Linked DNA regions of Mus musculus: all the other regions are linked to region 2. A link is a contact called in public promoter capture Hi-C data. All regions are on one chromosome and are shown on one strand. The core of a region is the stretch at or near the end of the contact, and the rest is flanking DNA. Distances in the headings are between cores, read along the strand shown. Region 1 holds the start of A230056J06Rik (RIKEN cDNA A230056J06 gene). Region 2 holds the start of 2210016F16Rik (RIKEN cDNA 2210016F16 gene). Region 3 holds the start of Etohd2 (ethanol decreased 2).

Region 1 (2,850 bases), core at 115-2,614, 1.2 Mb after region 2:
GAATTGAACTCAGGACCTCTGGAAGAGCAATTGGTGCTCTTAAACACTGAGTCATCTCTCAAGCCCATATATCCTCTTATTTTTTAAAAAGATCTATTTATGTGTCTACTTGAGTGTACAGCACCCGTATGCCAGTGCACTTCTGGACCACACTTACAGGTAGCTGTGCTACCTCCAGTGGGTCCTGGGAATGGAACTTAAGTTCTGTGGAAGAACAGGAAGCACTCTTAACCTATGATCCATCTCTACAGCCGCCCCCTCCATGAATCTTTATCAAATTAGTGTTTGTCACGCCCTTATACACAATATTGAACAAATCAGATGAACCCTGTTCACATTTTTCTAGGTTTCTTCTGGAGTCTCAAAAGGTCATTAAACCAGTTTGTGCGATTTCTTTACTCATTCTCCTCTTCTAAGGAGAACTAACTACATGCCTTACGTTTTTAGGGCAATTTAAACGAAAACAAAGTTCTTGTCCTCAGGAAATACACTCCATGGGGGAAACAATTTTTAAAAAATTTAAACAATCAACATGAAGTCCGAGGATACAGCCCAATGACAGATTGCTTGTGTACTCTTACTGAGTGTTAGCTCTCAACCCTGGGACAAATGCTAACGGAGATACCTATTTAACATGTATAGGCGGAACGGAACGTTCTCCTAGAATCCCAGTCTCTACCTGGTAGAAGCTATGGCTGGCATACCCGGCCCCCTTACTCCAGCACAGGGGCTGGGCTGCACTGCCCCCCAGCTGCCTTCGCAGACATTTTGGTTACCTGGTTCTTCTCTTACCCCTTCCCCTGGCCCCTTGGTCTCCCCGCTCTCCTCTCTGCTCTCCTCCCGTGAGCCGGCTCAGGGTCACATTCCCTCTGGACCCTTCTGGATGTCTGACTCTGGCTATGCTCTCCTTCATACCTACACTCAACCTTCTCCTCCACCATACTTAGAAGCAGTCGTGTCCTTTTTAAATATTTTTATTTTTTCATTAATTAAAGGACCTGGGTTCCTTTCCAAACACCACCCACATCCACACCCAATCTACTTTATGTCAGGATTATTAAGATAAAACTAAAACATCTGAGTTTGGAAGAAACGTGCTAGCAAGCTCGATGTAAATGTCTTATTTTTCTTTCCTTTACAAAGTGCTTGCGCGCTGAATGCAAGACATAATAAATAAGGTCAGTTTGCACAACCACAAAACAGCAATACGGCCGGCAGCTGGCCCCTCCCCGGAAGCCCTACCCCTCCCCTTCACCCTTGAGTCACCTTAAAGAGTTTCCCAGGAAGCACTCCAGGCTCCGCCTCTCTCTGGGTTCCGCCCACGGCCGGGTCTCGGCCGGAGGGGAGGAAAATGGTGCATGGTTTCCGGTCTCGCGATGTGCTATAATCCCGCGAGAAGAGAGGATGCGCGCCTACCCGGATGCGGCGGCCTAGGTGAGGGAGGGGGCGTGGTCGGTGCGCGGAGTCCCGAAAGTCGGGAGCCGGGAGCGCGCGCCCAGGGCGTACGCATGCGTGCACGCGGCCGGCGGGGCGGGGCTGCGAGGGGAGGGGGCGGCGGCGGCGACGGTATTGTCGGTGTCGTTATCTCCGTGGCGCGGACGGTGCGTTTTGACGCGGGTGGTCGTGGGAAAGTATCCGGGGTGGCCCAAGTGGGGCCGGTACGACCCCGAAGTCCGCCGTGGCGGATCTCAGGGAGTGGGCACCGGCGGCCGGTTCCTCGCCGCGCCTCGGGTCGGAGCCGAGGGCGCGCGCCGGGAGGCCGGGCTGTGCCCGTGTCGCCCGGGCGACGAGGGCCGCCTGCTGCCGGTTCCCCGCGTGGACCGGTCTCCGCCTCGATCTCGGTCTCAGTGGCGCTCGGCCCGCGGTGGGCCAGGGTCTCTGCGGAGGCGCCTGCAGGGCGAGGCAAGGCCCTGGTCTTGCGAAGCCCGCCAGGTGAAGGATGCTCGGTCGCTGCCGAGCTTTGAGGGTGGCTCTGATTCCCGGAGGCCGGGCTTGACAGCCGGCGTCTCCGGACTTGTAGTCTTGGGCTGGGATGCTTGAAGATCTCTGGAGGGATTGGAAGAAGTTGTGAGTCCTGGCAAGTGCGAATCAGTGCGGGAGCAGCAGCCCGGTTTATGTGAGGTCAGGTTGCTCAAAGCTAGGTGGTTGGGTTTTGTTTGTTTGTTTTTGCAGAATTCAAAGGCGTTCTGCCTGCAGAGTTTTGGAAGTCTTTCACCCAACACTTGGGGCAGTTTTGCAGCTCCTGTGCCTGCCAAAGCTATATTCCCAGCCTCACACCAATGTTCCCTTTGCAGGCATCATGGTTATGAAAGCTACTGTAGACGACGATGCTTCGGGATGGGAGCTCGGGGTCCCGGAAAAAATGGAAAAAAGTAGCACAAGCTGGGTGGACATAACCCAGGATTTTGAAGATGCTTGTCGAGGTGAGTTTTGAATTTGGGGGCTTTTTGGTTCAAAGCCTGGGGCAGGATACATGAGGTTTTCTCAACTTTGACTTAAAAAAAGAAAGAAAGAAAGAATAAGAAAAAAAAGAAAGACAACCTTGTGATTTTTTTTTTTTTTTTTTTTTTACTCAGATTTGTCGTTTTGTTTTTGAGAACGTGTCCTGTAGCCCAGGCTGACAATGTTCTTGTTGTGGAGATGACCTTGAGTTTCCTGCTCCTCTTGGATATTGAGATTACAAGCCTGGAGTATGATGTCAGGCTCAGTGTTGATAACCATACATTACTCTGCTCTTTGCTTTTTTACTTTTGGTCTAAAGCAAATGTATATCGGGTAAAACTTTAAATACGGATGTTGGCGATTTTTTTAAAGAGAGATTTTTCTTTCTGTATTTGTACATATGTGTGA
Region 2 (2,700 bases), core at 32-2,531:
AACAGAATAAAAGGCAAAAATAAAGGAAATCTCCGATTAGAAAAAATAAAAAGGGATAGATTTTAAGCACATTTTGTTATTGCTTCTTGTCCACAGTGAACAAACTTCAAATTTTAAGTTGCTGGCCTTAAACCTGGCTTTGGAAGGAAAAGCATTAACTCAGAATGATCATACCTGCTAAACCCCTCCCTCAGCAACAAACTCACCTCAAACTCTGCCTCGTCCCTGTAAGAAGGGAAGTTCTCAACAATCAGCTGCATTAACTTCTGCGCACTTCTGCCACTTTTTTGGACACAGTTAAGAAAAGAGCCTCCAAACTTCTCCAGTAGGATTTTCCCAGTTTCATTGAGAATCCGATGTCTCTCTTCCATTAAAGGCATGGGCACAGCTGTGTCTGAACGAAATATATCCCGCACCTGCTCGAGGCTCACTGTGGCGTAGTAGGAGGCGCTGGTTATCGGTATCCCTTTAAAGAGAACAATCCACAGATTTTTTATTTAATTTTTTGCAATTAGCAAAAAATATGAAATCAAATTCATGTTAAAGAAGGCAGAGTGTTGTGGCGCTGGCCTAATCAGCTGGATGGGATCCCTGTGGGTTCGAGGCTAGTGTAGTCTGAATTCTACACTGAACAGGACTACTCTGCCTGCCTCTGCTTCCAGAGTGCTGGGATTAAAGGCGTGCGCCACCACCGCCCGGCAAATAAATCTTTTTTTTTTTTTTAATGATTTTTTTTTTTTTTTTTTTTTTTTTAAGAAAACCGGCTTTGCCTCCTGTGCTGATTGGCATACATTGCTTCTGTATGTCCGGACTTCTGCTTTGGGCAGAGGTCACCTCCCGCGCCTCGCAGCACCCACCCAGGTTTAAGGCTGGCACCCACCTTGGTCGAGCGCGCGGTTGACGGCGGCGCACAGGGCCCAGTAGCCAGTGTAGGGCGTCCCGCCGTAGCGCACCGCACACTTGCTGTCCTCCCGCTCGGCCCAGAAGGAGAAGTTGAGCGAGTCCACCAGGAACACCCAGCCGAGCGCAGCCTCGTCCGCCCCGCGCGGGTTGAGCTCGTGCAGGGACTTCCACTGCTCCACGCGCCACGCCGCGGCCGCGGGCAGCAGCAGCTCGGCCGCCCTGCGCACGCCCTCGTGGTCCACGAGCACGTCGCGACTGTTCTCGGCCACGAACCTCGCCGACTCGCGCGGCGAAAGCGGTGGCCCCATGCTGTTTCGAACCCGGAGCCTCGGCCTCCGCCAGGGCCAAGCACTTGCGCCCACTTCCGGGTCTGAGGTCCGGAAGTTGCCCTGCGGGAAGCTTCCGGCCGGCCTCTGGGACTCCTTGTGTTCGGCCGTCGTGTTTCTTGTCGCGTCCCCGTCGCACTCCCGTCTTTGAGGAAGGCTTGGGATCGCGCGGGGCGTGGGGACTCTGGTTGCTGCCCGGCGCCACCCCGAGGCTAGGTGCCTCGGAGGGCCGCTCAGCACACCCCACACTTCAGAGGCCGAATGAAGGTTTAGGAGTCACTGGAACATTGACTGCATGAGGGAACAGTACAGTTAAACCTTGCATCTGACGCCCTTGCATCCAACAGGAGTGATGGTGATCCCAGGTTTGCAAGGAAAGGGAAATGATTCCAGGAGGAGGTTCCCCACCACCAAGCAATGGCCTAGATTGAAATGTATGCCTGTGTTTGTCTGTCAGACTAAATCAAGGGAACTGTCTGAACCAGACACAAACGCCAGTCGTTCTGACGGTCAAGGTGTGTCACAGCAAGACAGTGCAAAAGTCCCTCCATCTTGTACTCTTGCTGAGGCGGTTCCAGGTTTAACTAGAATCTGATCTTGATGAAGAGTCCCGTGGGTAATTACCCAACTGTATTCAAGGAGCCCAAAGGTCAGCTAACTTATCTTAGCTAAAAGATCTTGCTTTCTGGGAAGCCCTCGTACAGCTGCAAAGCAAAGTACCCGGGTGTGATTTCTTGCCTTTAAAAAACTGTTGATCTGGACAGTTGGAACCACACCTCCTAGGTCTCTGAATACCTACCTGGGTGTGGTCCCAGCCAGCTGGAATAGACTTTCAATTGATTATAAACTGTGTGACTAGTCATCTCTATAGGGTTACCTGGAACAAAGTAGGAATTATAAAGTATCAACCCAACCCCTAAAACTTAACATACTTAAGATACATTGGTCAATGTTGAAAAGATGCCTGGAGATGCAGAATCAGTATGAAAGTATGTTTTTATTATCTGGGCGTTTCTCATTGTTGTTCTGAGGCAAGGCCTCTGTGGCCTTGGATCACCTGGAATTTACTATGTGGACCAGCTAGACTCAAACTCATATAGATCTACCTGCCTCTATCTTCTCAGTGCTAGGATTGAAGGCATAGGCCACCATACGCGGCTTTGTTTTTTCTTTTAAATACTGATTTTTCTATCCTGCAATTTTGCTTTAATTAAAGAGTTTCCTAGTAGATTCCATAAAGGTCTTTTTAGAAAAAAGTATTTTTATTTTGTGTATGAATGTTTTGCCTGCATGCATGTATGTGTTCCATGTGTGTGCCTGCTGCCTGCAGAGGCTAGAAGAGGGTGTTGGAGCCCCTGGAACTGGAGTTACAAGATATTGGGAACAGCCATATGGGTACTGGGTTCAGACCTGGGTCCACTGGAAGAGAAGCCAGTACTCTTAACTTTGAGGGCATCTCTCAAACGCCTCT
Region 3 (3,028 bases), core at 347-2,846, 1.4 Mb after region 2:
TATGTCACACCTTTCCTGGCCATGGCTGACTTCTAGTAGATGTTGCAGAATGTCAGACTCCCTGCTGTCAGGCTGATGTACCGGCCAAGCAATACCTAACTCATATTACTCTTGTTTGCTAGTTATCTCTCTCTCACACTTTAGGCCGTTGGTCACCTCGTTGCTTTTGCATTTGCTATGTGCTGGGGTTCAAAATGTTTACCAGACACTTGAAAAACAAGTACGAACCACGACGCCTGCCAACAGCTGTGCCTATGAAAATCAGGGAAAGGTGATTCTAGGACCAAGCCTAACACCACAGACTCTACAGCTGAGCTAGGCAGCGCGGCAGAGGGTGTGAATTGAGATCTACTATACATAACGAAACAGAAGATTACAAAGCACGACACAGGCCAGGACTGTGCAAATGAGATGTTACTCCTGGAAGGAATGGCCTACGGAGGGTGCGAGCCAGGCAACTCAATTATTTCTTCTCATGAAAAACAGCGGATCATGATAATGTATGCTTATGAGGTAGAAACGGGGGCAGAGGGGGGGTGTGAGAAGGGGCGGGTCGAAATTTCCCAAGTAACATGCAATAGGCCAAATGGTGATTAAAAAAAAAAACAAAACAAAACTAAGCAAGCAAACAACGACAATAACAACCACCACCTATCCTGTGCTCGACTTTTCTGGAATTTATTACTTGTAGGAGGATTCTACTCTATTCTCAGTAAGATGAGCATAGTTTGCACAATCCTAGAATCCATGACATACCTGCGGTGACGAAAACTAGCTGGTCCCGGAGGGAAAAGCAACACAGAATGCAGTGTGATTACTGGGGCAAACTGAAGGGCCAAACAATGACCTATCCTATAAACAGATTATCTCACTTGTTCACGACTCCCTTCTATTTTGCTTCAACTAACTATTGGCAAGAGCCCCTCTTAGGACTCTGGGTGGAGCGGATTCCGCGGTGGCGTCTGGACCGAATGAATCCCGGTCTCACGCTGTCCCGATCCTCTGGGGCTGACGCCTCCTGGGAGGTTATGCGGAGCCGCGGCGTTCCCTGTGTGACCTTTCTCCGGGAACGCCGTGACCTCGGCGGCAAACTGCCGTCCTCCGCCCCGGCCGCCCGGTGGCAGCGCACACAGCCCGTCCGCCCCATCGAGCTCCGCGCGCGGCCCGCCGGGAGACCCTAGTCCGCGTCCAGGCTCGCTCTGCACCCCGGGCCGCCGCCGCCACCACCTCCCTGCGGACGCCGAGGTGACTCACCAGTGTGAGGGCCGCCCGCGTGGGCTGCAGTTTTCTCTTGCTCACAGCCCGCACGGTGGCGCGGACCAACGACGCCGACATGTCCACGTCGCGGCACCCGCAGCCTCCGGCTGGAGCGTGGGGACTCAACTTCTCTCCATGGACACGGCGGGCACTTTGACGCCACAAGCTCCTGCGCAGGCGCCACAGGCCCCGCCTCCCGTCGCCCGTCCCGCTCCACCATTGGACAGTCCGGGTGAGTGACGGGCCGGGCCGATTGGCCGTCATCACTGACGAGGCAAGGGAGGTGACCTGTGACCTTGCGGGCTTCGCGGTCACTGCGCTAGCGGAAGTGGGATGGCTCCTTCCGTATGGCGTACACTAACGACAGACCCCCCGGAAGTGGGGACACGGCTCTGTGACTCTGGAGCTGCTTCGATAGTAAAGCAAGCGGGTAGACACCATACGACAGGTTTCCAGTTATTGAAATGTCACTCTTGTGTAGCAGTTTGTGTCAAGAAAACTGAGCACGTACGTAGCTACCAGCCTCGCATGGAAGCACGGGCATGGTGGCTCTATCCGAGCCTCTGAGAGCGAGCGCCCTGGGCGCTACGTTAGCATCGGTTCTTGAGTCCCGATCCCGGGCCCCGTGCACATTTGGCTAGCCTTTCCTGCTAGCCGGTCCCATTTGATTAGCTGTGCGCCTGTCACCACGCCTCGGCTTCCTTCGCGGCCCGTGATGACGTAAGAACGGGAGCTCCTTTATCTCGGAGCAGCAGCTGGCCCCGTGCGGGAACTGGGTGGGCGTGGGGAGTACTGAGGGGTTTGCTACCCCTGATCGCCCCCTTATGGTTCCAGGAAGGCCGAGGGAGGGAAATGGATTCGGCCTCAGGTCTAGACGGAAAGAACAAGTGTTTTCTTTTCCAGTGCGATCTCACTGGTCTGACTAGAAGGGGCAGTTTCCCCGTCCGAAATGGGGACTTTGCCATGCTGGAACACTGACAGAGTAAGACAGACATTGTACATTCTGCCTAGACCTGCCCAGGAGCTAAGAAAATGTTCTGACCCTTTCTTCATAGCTTTACAAAGAGTGGGCACACCATGTTTTCAACTCTATTTTTAGTGTCTGAAAACTGTGAACCCCACTCGGTCATTGATCTCTCTCTTGCAAGGATTTTGTTCCACTTGGGAAGATATCCTCTCCTTAAGATAGAAGCCACCTTTGAAGCAAAAGAAAAACAGACTGATTTTTTTTTTTTTTTTTGGTTTTTCGAGACAGGGTTTCTCTGTACACTGAAAACACATCTTTTACATCTTTTACCAGGAAGCTTGCCAAAGCAGTTCACAGTGAGCAAGAGACTGTTAGAAGGTGAAGATCGGGTGTTCAGAACTCCTGCTGTAAAAACTGGATTCTGAGTTTCCGCTGTTTTAGAACAGAACAGGGCATCGGCCCTGGCCCTGCGATCGCTTGCAGAGGAAGCTTTGACTTGGCCATGGCTGCGAGCCTGCTATCTTATCCGCTGAGAAGCGTGCCTCACTTGTCTAATGGTATCAGTATAAGCCATCAAAAACACCAGGCTGCTGGGCAGAATTTTTTTTAAGAATCAAAATGTAGGAAACCTTTTTAAGGCTAGAAGAAAACATGACAATTCTGTTTAATTTTAGGGGTAAGTACACTCCTCTCCCTCAACAACCGACAAAACATCCAAGTAGAAAATAACTACCAGGTATAAAGATTGGCCTGGCTGCGTATTTCTTCTCCGTTCTAGGGGCAGAGGGATAAACAACACTAAGC

Evidence for each region. Promoter capture Hi-C pulls out the DNA fragments that hold promoters and counts their contacts. Capture Hi-C pulls out chosen DNA fragments and counts their contacts.
Region 1: a contact with region 2 is called in a promoter capture Hi-C map of liver, with 4 times the contacts expected there. The contact joins the promoter of A230056J06Rik here to the promoter of 2210016F16Rik in region 2. A contact is called at or near these places in 1 of 39 promoter capture datasets (liver), 2 of 115 datasets of contacts at active chromatin or transcription factors (astrocytes and fibro-adipogenic progenitors) and 3 of 9 other capture datasets (adipose tissue, liver and pancreatic islet).
Region 3: a promoter capture Hi-C map of pre-B cells shows a contact between it and region 2, with 3 times the contacts expected there. The contact joins the promoter of Etohd2 here to the promoter of 2210016F16Rik in region 2. A contact is called at or near these places in 10 of 39 promoter capture datasets (the 3T3-L1 cell line, 3T3-L1-derived adipocytes, the HPC-7 cell line and 6 more), 13 of 484 Hi-C or Micro-C datasets (B cells, CD4 T cells, CD8 T cells and 7 more), 5 of 115 datasets of contacts at active chromatin or transcription factors (astrocytes, double positive thymocytes, memory CD8 T cells and 2 more) and 2 of 9 other capture datasets (adipose tissue and liver).

The regions. Positions count from the first base shown.
Region 1 is chr13:59,583,859-59,586,708 of GRCm38.p6, forward strand. It overlaps A230056J06Rik (RIKEN cDNA A230056J06 gene), which reads right to left and starts at 1,365. Exons shown (of 2, transcript NR_045633.1): 1 at 1,267-1,365. It overlaps Naa35 (N(alpha)-acetyltransferase 35, NatC auxiliary subunit), which reads left to right and starts at 1,475. Exons shown (of 23, transcript NM_030153.2): 1 at 1,475-1,601; 2 at 2,295-2,423. The coding sequence starts at 2,300.
Region 2 is chr13:58,383,944-58,386,643 of GRCm38.p6, forward strand. It overlaps 2210016F16Rik (RIKEN cDNA 2210016F16 gene), which reads right to left and starts at 1,282. Exons shown (of 4, transcript NM_027335.1): 1 at 881-1,282; 2 at 207-466. The coding sequence starts at 1,211.
Region 3 is chr13:59,768,370-59,771,397 of GRCm38.p6, forward strand. It overlaps Etohd2 (ethanol decreased 2), which reads left to right and starts at 1,597. Exons shown (of 2, transcript NR_015349.3): 1 at 1,597-1,977; 2 at 2,558-3,028. It overlaps Isca1 (iron-sulfur cluster assembly 1), which reads right to left and starts at 1,420. Exons shown (of 4, transcript NM_026921.4): 1 at 1,255-1,420. The coding sequence starts at 1,335.